Regions from separate parts of the Hordeum vulgare genome. Here region 1 is linked to region 2. Evidence: chromatin contacts called from public Hi-C data. All regions are on one chromosome and are shown on one strand. Each heading gives the region's core, a stretch centred on a gene start, on an enhancer-like site or on the middle of the called end of the contact. The rest is flanking DNA. Distances are from core to core; before and after follow the strand shown. Region 1 has its middle 220 kb from the start of LOC123397754. Region 2 holds the start of LOC123397754 (transcription factor MYB44-like).

Region 1 (5,046 bases), core at 1,681-4,180, 220 kb after region 2:
TAAATTAACGCTCCAAACCCCCCCCCCCAAACCCACCCACCCCCATTAAAAAACAAATAAAAACCCCAGCTCCGGCCAGATGCTGACGCGTGGTTGACATGTTGTCTCGGTTGGCGGGATCAACCGGGACTAAAGAACCTCCTGCCTGGGCTGCCCGCAGAGGCCACGTGTAGACCCTTCGGTCCCTGTTAGTGAGGGAACCGAGACTAAAGGTTATGGGCTTTAGTCCCGACCCTTTAGTCACGGTTTCAGAACCGTGCTAATGGGCCTCTGGAACCGGGATAAATGGGCCATTTTCTACTAGTGTTAGCATGTGTTCTCGGAAAATTAATTTTATTGTAAAATGTTGTTGTTATGGTGTGTAGCATTTGTTGGTCTCATAGTGTAGGAGTTTGCAATATCCAATAAGAGTAGCCTCAGTGAAAAACCAAGGTATCAATCCATAGAGGTACATGTATCAAGCATGAGTTTAATGTCATGCAACATAAATAAAAATTCAGTAGTGTCTCCAATTGTTCTAACAAGGGTATCAATCCTTGCTAGTCTTGCTAGTTGCAAGGGCTATTAGAGATAATGTGGGATACATATTTTTGGTATTATAAGAAGAAAACAAAACTAAAATAAAACATCATGTAGAATTTGTGGAAAGGTGATTCGTATGCTAAAAACTAGAATGAAGTTCATAGGTTCACGAGCGTAACTCTCCAAAGCATAGAAGTGTGGTGGATGACAATATCATGTGTAAAAAGTGCAATATGGAACGTCTCATATTCATGAAAGAAAAATGAATGTGTAAGATTATATATATGGAGCACGTCTAAATGCTAAAGGACAAAATCCATTCATGCATCTTTAGCTAAATAGCCCATCCGTAGATCGAGAACACTCTACATTATTTGATAGTATGTCCAAATGGTAAAGACCGAGATCATCTCATGCTTTTTTCAACTATATAGCCCATCCATTGACCGAGAACACTCCACATTATTTGTACATTAAGTGTATTGCATTTAGCACGATAACATACTATTATGGTTAGGGGGCTATTTATCCTCTGCTAACCATTAACACTTTTTAGTAGTAATAATACATAATATTTAATTTTCATTTCCTCTCACTCGTATAGTACTTGCAAGATTGAACCCAACTAATGCAAATCTCTATAACTATTGACTACCGACCTAAACTAGTGAAGAGAAGACAAAAAATTGAAAATAATTATAATTAAACATAAAGCATACACAAATCTAAACATAAAAAAGGCCATGCATGGATGTGGAAGAAGGTCATGCTCGCGTCACCCTCCTTAAGCCAAGTAAGGCGAGATTGTTGCCTAGCAAATAGTCCATTGTAGTGAGGCAAGACCCAAAATCTTCTTGTGCAGCTTGGTGGAGCCAGCATTCTGCGTCAGACAACATACTAGAGTCCAACACCATATCCAAAATCGAAACAACCTCGTTCGCAAGCAACAAATGATACTTGATGTTCCCGATATTCCACTGGCTCCATATATTAGACTCTCTGGTCGTAGGCTTGATCTGCCAGAACGCTTTCATAAATCGATTATTGATAGAAGGACGAAAAGTCATCTTCTAGAGACTGCCTTGTGGGATCATGGGCCAGAAGGATTAGAAATGGAACCACGCCTTCCGCTCAAAGGCCATATTGGTCGACATCATGATCGGATGGTGGTCCAAGGGGAAGTGGATAGCGCTTGCAGAAGGGAGCAATCTTGTTGCTCCTTCCAGTTCACGGAAGCGAACCACATGTCGATCTTCTACAAAGTCAGCCCTTGTCGCTCCTTCTTATCGTATATCACATGCCAATAAGCCCCGCCTCCTTGACCTGAAGGTCATTGAGCAGTCGTCTAGATCAGCCCATCATAGGCCTATTGAGAAGGTCATTGCTCTTGTCCACAGTGTTCACAATCAGATTGACCTAGCGGTCGCCCACATACTAGGAGAAGCGGTACCGATCAAGCACAACCTTTCAACGAAAGGCACCTTGCGATTATCAATAGTTGGCCTGTATACCTTGATGAGTATCCACGGTTCACTGTTGTTGAGACACGACATGATCGAGAAGAGGTCAACACGCGAGCTAGTAACCAAAACCTTGTCGTATTGCCAAGCCACAATGACTCCACCGGCAGTATTACTGGAAAGACATCAAAGCAAACGGTCGACAAGTGCATTTCACAAATTTTGCAGGCCTTTTTAATAAATATTGTCAATCATAATTTGTTTGTGTGAAATGTGCGGGGTTGAACAACCCCGACGGAGGTGTGGTGGTTCAAGCGGTCATGGATGATTGCCGCGCCTCGGAGGATTATAACCTTTGAAAGCATATATCTAAGACTAGTGCACATATGGAAATTGGAAATATCGGAAATAATAGTGATTGCTAAAGTCGAAGTCTACATCGTATAACCGTCTTGATATATTGCATCAGAAGAAAGAGACTTCCCATCCTGCCCCTGTCGTGTAGGATGGACTGCATGCATCGAGTGTGCATGCGGAAATCGACAATGATGGAGCGAGAAAGGGAGGAAAGCTGCGTTCGGCCAGAAACAAAATAACCAACGAGAGCAACAAAGAGATGAATATAGATCGAGAAAAAGGCCACGGGCTCACGGCTAAGCTAATTGAAGGGCGCCTACGGACAAGTTGTGCAGCATATGTTGCTACATGAAAGAGGATGCCTTTTGTTGACAAGCTGTGCAGCATGTATTTGGGTTTTGTTCGCTGTTTTACATTTCGAGGAACGATCATTGGGCCAGTTAAAAATGCTGTTACTGTATTTGTCTCACAAGGCCATGTTCCACTGGCAGCTACTACAAGTAGCAAACTCTGTATTTTTGTGCACACCTGTCCCGCTTTGGTCCAAGGCGACAATTAACATCCCAACCGCCACCGATGTAACGTTTGTGGCGATCGTCCCATGCAAGGCATCGTCTTTCCTTGCTTCATTTGGTCAAAATATGCTGCACAGCTGTGTGGCGATGGATGCGTTTGCGTCTCAACAGTTAACTGACTAAATGGATGGGGCCCCCGTTAATTCATGACCGTGTCTGGTGTTCTCATTAGTTCTCCTGTCAACTGAGTGCTCCCTATTGACGTGTCACTTTCCCATCGTACGTACACTCGAGTGCACTTCTTAACCATGGGTGAAATTGGCAAGATGCCACTGGATGATTCATTCGGAAATCCCTTTTGGAGCTCGGCCTCCAGTGAGGCCTTCAAATTCAAATTTGAAATTTCATCAAAATTCATATTTGTACATTTCAAAAAAATCTGAAAGAAAATATAGATATACATGAAGATATAACACACATGTGTGTAAATTTTTTGTTCAAAATACATTGAAATGAGGGCTATGCAAAAAAGATAAATTTGAGGTAGTTTAACACATGATACTATTCATCCTCTCACACCACGAATTTATCTTTTTTGTACAGGTCGCAACTCAAGGTATTTCATCATGAATTTTTACACACACTAGTCGACAACCCGTGCATTCACACGGGCTAGATCAGTTTATATAATATATGAATAATCGATATTATGCAGTACTTGTAACTTGTTTTAGATAGCGAGAACTAATCTAAGTTTGTAGTTCTTATTAATCGTTTACAATTGATTCATTGAACTAATGTGAGTTTCCAATATTGACTTTTAGGAGTTGACTAATATATTTTCCTTTTCCAAGTGTAGAAACTATCTGATCTCGAAGCTTCATGAATTAGTAATTTGTTTATTCTATAGTTATATATAACTAAAAATATAACTTGAAAATTACATTCTTCGTTTTCTACTATGGTATTTTGACACTATCTTAGGTATCACTTCTTGTAAATTGCCTATTTCTCGAAATCAGTCGGTCGACATAAGTACATAAGGGATGCACGTGACTTTCGGCACTCATTTTTAACCATAGCTTTAACCAATAAAACGTGGCTCCATCTCCCAAAAAAATTAAATCATTAAATTCTGAACAAAAGGATTTTTCATATGTACTAAAAACCAAGTGAGTACCTAACAAATGCACATGACTATACTTACTACATATAACTTAACATAGATGATAAAATGCAAAACAACAAATATTTTCTTGGGTGAAATAAAATTATTCAAAGGAGCTTAGGAGAATTATATAAAGAATAACACTTCATAGTAAGCATCTCATGACATGGCTTATTTTGTCACAGACTCGAGTGGTATATGAATAAAAATGTATATCTTCAAAATATTTTTAGACTTGAATCTCAAAATAATGCGCGTACACTAAATCTTACTTTTTTCAAAATATTTTTAGACTTGAATCTCAAAATAATGCGCGACACTATTGTTGATGCCGAGTATGCAGAGCCTAGGCAGTGCAGCAGTGGAAGTATGTACGCACGCTTGATTTTTCGCTTGGAGTCGGAGGAAACATAAGTGGCCGCCGTCGGCGTAGCACACAATCTGCACAGCACTGAAAGATCATAGAGAAGATATAGTTTCTATGGACAATGGTATGGTGATCAGCTCTGATGAGACTTGAACGACCGCAAAGGAAGCTTTCTGCCTTGCACGTTTTCAGGAGATGAGCAAGGCATGCTAGTTAAAAGAAAAGAGTCAATTAAAGTTTGTTTCTTCACTTTTTCGGTTTTTACATTCATGCAGATATTTTTGGGAGAAATACATGCACGCAGATACGTTTTGTATTTTCACAAATCTTGTTGTATAGTACTCCCTTCGTTCCTAAATATAAGACCTTTTAGAGATTGCACTATAAACTACATACAGATGTATATAGGCATATTTTAGAGTGTACATTCACTCATTTTGCTCTGTATGTAGTCTCCTAGTGAAATCTCTAAAAGGTCTTATATTTTAGAACGGAGGGAGTACGTAATATCTTGTTGGGTGGTCCAGAGTTTATATAAATTTAAGATGTAATCAATTGGGCCCATCAAATCAATGGTTAAGGAGACGTGAGTAAGATATGTGAGAGATTTTCCGGTTTGGAGATACGTGAGATTTTGGAAGGAGATATCCTGGGAAA
Region 2 (5,039 bases), core at 1,759-4,258:
AATCAGTCAGTCAGTCAATCAATCGACGTAGCATATGTGCATGCACGCACGCGTATAATAATTCCAGGGCCTGCCTGACCAGTAACCAACCAACCAGCAGCAAACAAACCAACGAATTAACAAACCATCAGCCTGACGTCGCCAACGGAACAAACCGACACACCAGATCGCAGTGCAGATATACTACTAGTGGCCACTGTTTCGGGGTACATACAAATATAGCTGGTAGATACTGTACAAACGGAATTGTATATATACACGCGACACGAGCAACGACATCAGCTCAATTTATCCGAATATATGCTTCCCCGTTTCAGTGTATAAGCCATCTTAAATAATGCATCATAATTAAAAATGAAAATTAAAACGACAAAAATTAATGTTAATTTGTTCATTAATATAATACTGTTACATGCAATGAATTGATCAACATATGTTGTTTTAGTTAGTCTAAGTCATTGAAAACATGCACGTGTCTTTATTGATTGATTTATTATTCATAAAAAAAATGATAAAAGTTAAGGTACCACGTTTAAGTCTTTTATATTATTTGATTTTCATAGGACGACTTATACACCCAGACGAAGAAATTACTGTACCTGTTGTGAGGTAAAGAAATATGCCTTCAATGTTTAAATCACTATTCTCAGAATAAAATATTTATATCTAGACGTTTTATACTAGTTTACAGAGAAAAAGTATATAGTTCCGATGGAATTACAGCAAGTTCATTTGGTGGTGCCATGATTCTAGACTAGAGGGGGCTCTGGAGGAGACGTAGCTTGCTGGAAGAGTCGTGGGCGGGCGTGGAGACGGTTTGAAAACCAGAAACAAACTGCAACTTGACTAGTTTTAGCACAGCAGCAGCTACTTCAGTCAGAGCTTACTTGTTCCTCCGTCTTTCTGGGACAATAATGCAAGCGGTCAGTCCGTCATGTGAGTTGTGTCGTCTGGATAACTTTCACTTTGCGCTGCGCTGCGTTGCGTTGCCTTGTTAAGCTAGCCAGCTGCCGTTTCAAAGCTCCCTTTCCGCCATTCCCACACGTTCTCCTCTCCCATCCGTCCATCAATCGCCCCCACGTCAAAATAATACCAATCCTCAGTAAATAAAATTAAAAAAGCAGAGAGAGAGAGAGGGTGCGCAACAGGGAGGCAGTCAGTTAGCTGTCGCTCGCCCATTCTCCACTGCCGATCCCACCATAATTCCGTTTCGTCGCTCGCCCATTCTCCCCTGCTCCCCAAACCAGACACTCCAACCACAAAAACAACCCCAAAACTGAAATGTGCACCTACTACGTACGACTAGCAAAGCAAAGCACAGCACCACGGAAACGAAACCAAACGACTTTGTACTACCAAAGCAAGCAGTGAAACGGAACTCCGGAGTGCCAGCAGTGAAACGGAACTGAAGAAGCAAGCAGATCAGATGTGATCCATCCATCCATGTGAACTGAACTTGGCCTCGCCTTTTTCCCCCCGTCTCGTTTGATTTCTTTTTCCCTTTCCTCTGTACAAAAAACAAGTCTCTATCCAGCAAGCAACATGTTTGCCTCTGCACTGCCTAGCTTATTCGGCACACTAGTCACGAAGTTTTCTCCGTCTCAGTCTCTCGACAGCCAACGAACTGCCATGATCGATCGATCGATCTCGAGCAAGGAAAACGAAACTAATCAAGACACATGGAACTAAGGAATTATTGTTGGGAAACAAGATCAAGATCTAAACAGGCCTTCTTCTTCTTCGCCTCTCCTCTTCACTTGCCGCCTCTTTCATTAATTGCTTCTCTTGAGTCGAGCAGGCAGGCAGACTGATCTTGGTTTGTTCTCGAGATGCTGCTTCTTGTTTGCGTGCTGGTACTCGATGTTGGCCATGGTCGTCAAGCGCTTGTCGGCGACCGGGGGTGGAAGCCGGACATGTAGTTCCGGACTTCGATCCGGATCATCTCCTGCATCATCGACAGGAACTCCCCGTTGAAGGGCGCCGCCGCGCGTGGTTGAGGCGGCGGGGGCGGCTGGAGATGGAACGGCATGGACGGGGGCGGCATCTGAGGCGCTGCGGCGGGCTGTACAGGAGCAGGAACAGGAGGTGGCGGCATGGGCATGGGCATAGGCTGCGCCACCGGGGCTGGCTCGGGCGCGTCCAAGCCGGGCAGGGAGAGCGAGAGCGAGAGGGACGTCGCCGGAGGAGGAGGAGGGGGCGGCGGCGGTGGAGACGGAGGCGAGGGCTGAGGAGTTGCCGTCGGGAGCACGACCACCCCGCCGGCCCGCGCAACCGGGCGGTAGACGTGCGGCTGGTGCGAGGCGGCGGACGGCATGACGGAGGGGAGGCTCTGGTGGCTGGAGTCGCTGAGGTCCGATCCCGACGGGCTGCCGGGGCTGAAGCAGAGCCCCGGGTACCCGTCGCTGCTGGTCCGCTTCAGCGGGCGGCGGTCGTCGTCGACCGCGTCATCACCGGGCGAGGCGGAGGCGGAGGCGGAGGCGGACGCCGAGGATGATGAGGAGTACTTGCGCTTGAGCGTGGAGTTCCAGTGGTTCTTGATGGCGTTGTCGGTGCGGCCGGAGAGCAGGCGGGCGATGGTGGCCCACTTGTTGCCGAACCTTGCGTGGGCGCGGAGGATGGTGTCGTCCTCGTCGGGGGTGAAGGGGCGGTGCTCCACCTGCGGCGAGAGCTGGTTGCACCACCGGAGGCGGCACGACTTGCCGGACCGCCCCGGGATGGACTTGCTGATGAGCGACCAGTTGCGCGCCCCGTGGCGTCCCACCAGCCGCTGCAGCGCGTCGTCCTCCTCCGGGCTCCACGGGCCCTTGATCCGGTCCACGTCCTTGCCGCCCCCTCCTCCTCCTCCTCTGCACGCCGCCATGACTCGCCGCCCGTAGATCGATCGATCGATCGATGGATGTACGTGTGCGTAGTAACCGCTCCCTGCTACGGGTGGTGGGTTACCGAAATAATGTGGTGGTGGTGGTGCGGTGGAGAAGTGGAGGGAGGAAGGAAGGAGACAGAGGAAGGATGGAGTGAGGGGAGCGGAGGGGGCAGGGGGAGGATATATACCTGGGACTGGAGGCGACGGTGAACGGGTTCCAGCCCAGCAGGGGAGGGAAGGGGGGGACGTGGGTACAGCTGGCCCCGGGACACGCGGCGTCGCTACCATCCCATATAAACGCTCCCCAACTGAAACCCGAAATGACTCTTCCTGCTCCAACGCCTACGTGTGGTTATGTTATGGACGGATGGATAGGGATAGGGATGGGGATGGGGAGGCAGGCGCAAAATAATATCTATCTATCTCTCTTCCCGGCCATCGCTTCCAACCGAAACGACCTCTGCTATTCATATTCATTTCTGGTACTATTATTTCTAGTAACAGATTCAAGTGACCGAGGAGTATGTAAGTATTTGTTGGGGATAGTAGGAATTTCCTGATTTTCGGCTTTTTAATCGGCGCGTATGGCGACGTGAGGATTTGTTTCGCCCAGCACAAATTTGAATCCCGCGCCGTCTCCATGCATGCCATGCGTCGCAAGCAAAACCGTCTCCGTCCGCGTCATTTCCACACGCACACGCGTGTGGCGCACCTTTCGCACAGGAAAATGCCTTGTCTTTTTTGCTACGTACCACTTAATAACCTGATTATGCGGAGTGCTACGTAGAGCAGAGTACATATCTAGCCTGGCAGTGGTAATTCGTTCAGTTCAGATACCATGCCAGATATCCTACGGTAACGTCTGAGGCATATAACGAGCTACCGGTTCCTGCTGGTATTTCGCTGTCTTTTTATCTTTCTTCCTTTCTTTTGGGACGTGATGACAGGCAAATAGAGGAAGGAAGGAAAAGGGAATTGGTGTTGGAACGGTGCGACGCTGCTGGTGAGTCGTCGTGGCCGTTGGGAGTTGAGGAGGCGTGGTCGCGGGATTGGGATCGGTGGCCCACCCCACCCCACCCCCAGTCCGCTCCACTGAACTGCAACCGACTGCTCCGAAACAAAACAAACCCGGCAAATTTAAAACCGGGGTGCATGGACGTGGTAGGGCGTCCGTCGTTGATGACGGACGCAGCGCCGTGCAAGCCGTGTTCCGGAAACGGTTTTGTTTCGATCTATCGGAAACGGATGTGTACGAAGGAACCACCCGTTGCCGGTGAGTGGAGGGCGGGCGGGCTTGCTTGCGTCCAATCTGCATGCGGTTGGTTGCTGCCCGCGCGTGTCCCCGTCCGAGGGATCGAGACGTCTCCTCCTCCCGCGATCCGACCACGACCGCTCTTCTTCCTCCCTCTCCTTTCCTTTCGTTTCGTTTGCGTTACACTTCTACCGGCCTGAGGGAGAATAGAGGAGAGCCCGACTAACTACCAGGACGGCACGCCGCAACTAACAGCAGCTGAAAAGCACCGCCATGATCGACGGGCCGCAACCTTCATTCCTCCTCTTCTCTTCTCTGGGTCGGTGACGGGTCTCACGTCTCAGCTATACTAGCTTATAGCGCGCCTGTGCTGTGCCGTGCTTCCTTCCTTGTGCGTCACACACACACACAGGCTAGAGCGATGCTCCGATTAATACTAACGAACAAACGCCCGGGATAGCTGCGTCAACCAACTTGTCGCGCGTCTCCATCCTATTCCAAACATCTGAAAGCCCAGCCTGCACCAACCGCCCCGCGCAATGACCGTCTCCAATTCCACATCTTAATCTTAAGCCTAACAAAAACAGCTATGGCTATAGTACCACTACTATTAAGGTGATACACAAGCTTTCCGGTTTTGGCAGCTAGCCCAAGCCCAAGCCCAAGCCAAACCGCGTCAAATCCAGACTCCCCCTATCAAATCCTAATAATAATCAACGCAAGTAGGAGTGCCATCATATTTTTGTCTCTCTGCGTTTGTTCCTCATGGACCCATGGCTGTGGCTGCACCTCGCCAGTCACATCGACGTTGCATGGAAGCAATGCTAGCGACAATTTCATCTCAACCACAACGAGAAATGTATGCTTAACCTTTCTTTTCCTCCTACCGCCTTCTTTTTCTGGCGCGGAAGTCGTGCTATGTCA

Evidence for each region. A called contact is a pair of places that touch in the nucleus more often than the background predicts.
Region 1: a contact with region 2 is called in a Hi-C map of leaf, with 4 times the contacts expected there. The contact joins the enhancer-like site here to the promoter of LOC123397754 in region 2. A contact is called at or near these places in 4 of 6 Hi-C or Micro-C datasets (leaf and seedling) and 1 of 1 datasets of contacts at active chromatin or transcription factors (embryo).

The regions. Positions count from the first base shown.
Region 1 is chr5H:345,767,676-345,772,721 of MorexV3_pseudomolecules_assembly, forward strand. No RefSeq gene overlaps it. Among protein-coding and RNA genes, the nearest start is that of LOC123397754, 220 kb to the left of the region's middle. Within about 2 kb of position 2,931, at least 2 of the 3 cell types and tissues checked have open chromatin away from gene starts, as enhancers often do. A contact at or near this core is called in leaf, where this site is marked.
Region 2 is chr5H:345,550,117-345,555,155 of MorexV3_pseudomolecules_assembly, forward strand. It overlaps LOC123397754 (transcription factor MYB44-like), which reads right to left and starts at 3,009. Exons shown (of 1, transcript XM_045092290.1): 1 at 1,447-3,009. The coding sequence starts at 2,860. The coding sequence ends at 1,877.